Linked DNA regions of Triticum aestivum: region 2 is linked to region 1. The links are chromatin contacts, called in public Hi-C maps. All regions are on one chromosome and are shown on one strand. Each heading gives the region's core, a stretch centred on a gene start, on an enhancer-like site or on the middle of the called end of the contact. The rest is flanking DNA. Distances are from core to core; before and after follow the strand shown.

The links. Hi-C and Micro-C count contacts between places; a contact is called where the count stands out from the background.
Region 2: a contact with region 1 is called in a Hi-C map of leaf, with 2.5 times the contacts expected there. The contact joins the promoter of LOC123043694 here to the enhancer-like site in region 1. A contact is called at or near these places in 2 of 5 Hi-C or Micro-C datasets (both in leaf) and 1 of 1 datasets of contacts at active chromatin or transcription factors (leaf).

The regions. Positions count from the first base shown.
Region 1 is chr2B:99,888,698-99,891,415 of IWGSC CS RefSeq v2.1, forward strand. No RefSeq gene overlaps it. Among protein-coding and RNA genes, the nearest start is that of LOC123040631, 120 kb to the left of the region's middle. Within about 2 kb of position 1,329, at least 5 of the 8 cell types and tissues checked have an H3K27ac peak or open chromatin away from gene starts, as enhancers often do. A contact at or near this core is called in leaf, where this site is marked.
Region 2 is chr2B:100,091,693-100,094,410 of IWGSC CS RefSeq v2.1, forward strand. LOC123043694 (CBL-interacting protein kinase 29) reads right to left here and starts at 1,392. Exons shown (of 1, transcript XM_044466225.1): 1 at 1-1,392. The coding sequence starts at 1,196.

The DNA of each region.
Region 1 (2,718 bases), core at 79-2,578:
CTGAAGTTTATCTACATCGTAAACTTATCGTTGAAATGACAGAATATGATGCGCAGCTTATATGTTTTTTGGCAAGACGGAGACGTCTGATCTAACAGTGTGTGTGCATACCACATTATGGGGAGCTTCGGCCGGTGTCATGGCACACTTTCCACACATTTTTAAACAACCCTCAAATTAGAACTAGGAGCCGAGAATGTTAAATAAAATAGTAAAATGATTTGGGTATTGACTTTCCTTGTTAATGAGCATGATACACCTTTTCTTTTTGGGAAATTGGCTGGTGAGCTGCTTGTTAAACTAACAGAGGAAGGACGCCAGTCTTTTATTGAAGCTACTCAAGCTGTGCACATTTCAGTATTTGATTGGGTCACAGTGCATGACGCCTTCTCGCTGGCCACTCGTATTATAAACACCAAGTCATGCACGGACAAATTTGTGAGTTTATAGAACTGAGTTGATAACCAATATTTTAGACTGAAGATTTGTATTCGGACCCTTTTCTTGGATAAAAGATAACCGATCATTGCCAACGCCCAACGGTCGCTGATGAGTAACATCACATGGCCATATGTTACTTCCATACAGGCTAAAACAAGGCCCCTGGAGTGCAGTGCATGGATCCAAAAGTTTGTCAGCAGCATCACTGGACCACTGAACCTGCTTCTCGGCCCACCGTCTCGTCTCACCTATGCGTGGATGCACCAGGCAATAATTGGCAATTGTTTTCCCATAATGCATAATTAATACTAGTAATATTTTGCGCCAATTATGTGAGGTGAGGTGTCATATATACTGATGATAAGGACCCATGGCTATAGAGCAGCAGTGCAATGATAGGGGTGCTGCACTGCAAAAGAGGGACACCCCCCACACACGAATTATGTTGGCATGGACAACTCTTGTAGTACTACTGATCATAATAACCTAGTTTGATTGATGATGATCGGTGGCCACAAGTTTGGAGTGTTTTCGTCCCTTCTTTCTGAATGATTATCTCTAGTTTTTGCATCAAGAACACAGGTCGCATTCCTGCTCGGTCGTGATGCACGGCACGGATGATTCCGTGTGTCTCGTCAGTCTGCTCGCCGTTGCTTTAACAATTTATTAGGGCTGTTGATTGGGACAGATGTTTTCGGACGGATGCGTCACAGATAGAGCGTCCTGCACACCTGCATGTACTTCTCCGGTGTTTGTGGTTGAGAACTTAGCCGGTGTCTTCAACTCAATCCTTCTCGTTTCTCACACGGAACCGTGCCATCGACCGTGTCGGGGTCAGCTCGTCGCATCGCCCCGTCGCGTGGGTGAGATGAGATCCACCGGAACAATACAGCGGCGTACTTGAGCTAATCCGCGGCCGGCTGGCCGATCGATCGCGGTCGCGGCATGGGCCAGCAGCCTGCACGGCACCGAGCCGATGAACCTCATCCTTATCCCGGCGGCATGGCGCGTGGACGCTAACGGTAACTGTCTCCGTCCGGCGACGCGGACCAGTGTCGAATCTGAGCCAATCACTCTTCTTTTTTTCAGCTTGGGCCAGGGTTTGGACCATACCCACGTCCCCCGCGGTCGATAGACGAGAGCAGATGGCGCTGGCATGTGCCTCGGAATGTAGTCGTGAGCAGCGCCTATGGAATAAACAAACAAAGACAGGGGGGCTCCACTATGCTATCACCCACCACGCGTCCTATCATGGTCCATCAGGCCAACTTCACCGCGCGACCCCAAACGGACGTCCGTTTTGTCTGGATTCTGTCCGTTTAGGCAGGGAATGTGGTCGTGTCCGGGCCTGTCTTGGAATGCGGTGGCCGTGCGTCTAGCGCGCGGCCGCATCCTTTACCCCATCATGTCGGCATCTATTTAAAAAAAACAGGAACGTTTCAAATGGCAAGCTCTACGGCCCCAGTTCATCACGCACGCCACCAACAAAGCCAGCGGCCTACACGTCCATCGCCGGCATCAGCCAGCGGCCGGCAACTCAGCCAGCCTCCAAAATGTATGGTTGTCCTCGCCGGCAACACAGCCAGCGACCGGCAACACAGCCGGCCTTCAAAATGAATGTTTTTCTCGCCGGCACACGGCCAGCGACCCAGCGGGGCGGGCGGCAACCATGCCAGCCTCCAAAAAAGAACTGCCACGGCCGATCGGACGACCTAGTTCAGGCCGTCGGCGTCGAGCATCTCCTTCTGCCTGGCCTCGAACCAGGCCCTCGTCTTCTCGCTCATCTTCGACAAGTCCACGCTCATGATCGCCAGGGCCACCTCTTTCGCTTTGGTGGCGGCATTGGTGGCCTCGATGTCGAGCTGCCTTTACCTGGACTTGATGTTGTCGGCCTCGATGTCGAGCTGCCTTTGCCGGGTCGCCTCCTCGATGTCGAGCTGCCTCTGCCGGGCCGCCTCCTTCATGTCGATCTTCCTTCTCTTGGCCGCCTCCTCCATCTCAAGCTTCTTCGTTTGAAGCTCTAGGTATTGCTTCATTTGCTCATCCTTGCTTTGCCGCTTCTTCTCGTCCCTCATATCCTTTTGCGACATCATACCATGCAAAGTGTCATGCAATGCCATGGATGAGGCATCACGAATGTCGTCAACCTTGGAGTTGGTCTTGCCCCTCGGCCTCTTCAACGCCTCGCCATCTCCACCTCCGGCGAACTTGGTCGTCTTCAGGCCTCTCTTCCTTTGGAGTTCACGGTATTGGTCCTTAAACTTAGAGCAATTGTTG
Region 2 (2,718 bases), core at 142-2,641, 200 kb after region 1:
ACGGTCACCTTGGCGACAATGTCGCCGGCCTCAGCCTCCAGGTACACCGGCCCGGCGCCGCTCTTTCCTTCCCTCCTCACGCGGTGCCCCTGCTTTTTCCCGGCGTCCTCGACCCGGGCCAGCACGGCCGCGGCGGGCTCGCCGACGAACACCCGCTCCGTGCCCGGCCCGGCGCCGAACAGCCCGGAGAGGTCCGAGCCGGGCGAGAAGGCCAGGATGTCGAACGCGGTCATGTCCCGCGCCATGTCCTCCTTGAACTCCGTCTCGAACCACGCCTCCTCCTCGTGCCCGCGCATCAGCTTCTCCAGCTCGCCGTCGCCGCTCGCGCCGTGGCGGAACCAGGGGTGCTCCATGATGCCGTCCGTGTCGATGCGCGTGCCCGGGTTGGGGTCGAGGATGCGGCGTAGCAGGTGGCGGAGCGCCGGCGAGAACCAGTTCGGGCACCGGAACCGGCCGGCGTAGATCTTGCGGTACATGTTGATGAGGCTGGCGTCGTTGAAGGGGAGGTAGCCGGCGGCGAGGACGAAGAGCACCACGCCGCAGGACCAGATGTCGACCTTGGCCGGGTGGTACCCCTGCTTCGAGAGGATCTCCGGCGCAACGTAGGCCGGGGTGCCGCAGAGGGTGTGGTGGAGGCTCTCGTCCGCGACGGCGCCGAGCCCGAAGTCGGCGACCTTGAGGTCGCCGTCGCCGTCGAGCAAGAGGTTCTCCGGCTTGATGTCGCGGTGGTACACGCCGCGGGAGTGGCAGTACCGGACGGCGGACACGAGCTGGCGGAAGTAATGCCGCGCGAGGTCCTCCGTCATGCGGCCGTCGGAGTCGACGAGCGAGAACAGCTCCCCGCCGGCGGCGAGATCGAGGACGAAGTGGACCTTCTTGCGCGTCCCCAGTATCTCGTGCAATCTCACCACGTGGCGGTGGCGCAGGCGGGCGAGGATGGCCGCCTCCCGCTCAATGGCGGCGGACCCGGCGGAGCCCTCGCCGTCGCGCGCGCCGGACCGCGGGTTGGGGAAGGACTTGATGGCCACGTCCCTGCCCGTGAGGAGGTCCCTGGCCCGGTACACCTTGGCGGAGGCGCCGCGGCCGAGGAGCCCGCCCAGCTCGTACCTCCCGAGCAGGACCTTCGGGGCGGCGAGGGATTGGGATTCGTCTGCCGGCGCCACGGCGGATGGGACGGCGCTGGAGGCGGACGGCATCGTGGCGGCGGGGTATGCTCTGTCGCCGCCGTCGCAGTGTGCGGTCGTGACTGTGGGGTAGTAATTTTCCCCGGCTGGATCGGCGGCCGGAAAAGAGATTGGGGATCGCTCGGTCGGTCGCTCCCGTGCTCCGGCCGGAGAGTTCTCTCGGGGGTTGAGGTTGGTATGGATTCTGCTGCGCTCTGGTTCTGGAGTTGAAGACGATCTGGGGCGCCACCGGGGGAGCTATTTATGCGGGGCTGCGGGGGAGGAGCCGCGGGCCCACGGTCAGTATGACCGGTGGGGCCCGCGTGTTGTGGTGTTTAACTGCTGCCGCTGTGGCAGCGGCCGGGAAGTTTCCTCTTAACACGACGCGCTGCTCATTAATTATGGTTCCGATTCTCTTATATTTTCAGAGATTTTATTTGTATTAAAACAAATTATTGTTGCATGCATGGTACGGTTTGGACGTACGGTACAACGACAGCTACCGTGTGCTGTTGCTGTTCGGAGTGAATGGCGAGGAGTTTTGGACCGTCGGGTTTTAGTGGTTGGGGAGGATGATACAGTCAGGGCTTTGAAGAGGGCTGGATTGAAGTGGTAGTGAGATGATTGTGTTTGGGTTTGATGAATGTTCTCATTTGTGAGGTGGTGGTGCATGTTTGAGGATGAATGAGAATTTTGATCTTTGAAGATCACGGTCTTAGATTTTAACTCCGCGATTTCTTTGAGATTCTTCCATGTGTAAGGTGGGAATGGTGACACCGCAGGTTGGCAACGGCATGGGAGGCTAGAATGTTCCGAGGGTCCGAGGCGGAGGTGGTGACACCGCAGAATCGCGTCGAGACGAATAGGAGAAGGAAGGTTCGTGCATCGACGATTAGAGTCTAGGGTGAAGCCGTGCATCAATCTGAGAAAAGATATTTTCTGCCCATCACAGTGGAGGTTTTGACACTGTGATTCTCTCTCGAGTAAGGAAGCAAATAACGACAACGTGGGGCGGCAGCGAAGTCGGAGGGGATGGAGGTGATGACAATGTGGAATGACGTCGATGAAGGATAGGAGACGGGAGGTCCGTGCATCGATGGCTAAGAGTTTAGGGCGAGGCATCGGCCCCAAAGAATGGATATCGTGCCCCCTAGTCTTAGAGTGGTGGTCAGGGTCTGTGACAGTACTGGCGACGATGGCGGTTTGGTCAGGGCTGGGTGGCGAGACGACGTAGTAGCAACGACGGTCGCGAGTAGTGAAGACAAACAATTTCACGAATTAGGTTGGTCGGGGGAAGGAAATGATTGTATGAAGAAGAAACACAGTGACCACAAAATCTAATGATAGTGCTGAAAAAGCTATTACCTTTGTCCATATTTGCTTGAATTAGATTTATCTGGATACAATATCTAGACACGTAAACAATTTCATGAATTAGACTTGTCTATATACATTGGATGTATCTAGACACACAGATGTATGTTGTATCTTCGAGTCTAAATACACCGGTGCCGTATCTTCGTGTCTAGATACATTCCTAGCTACACAAATCTAA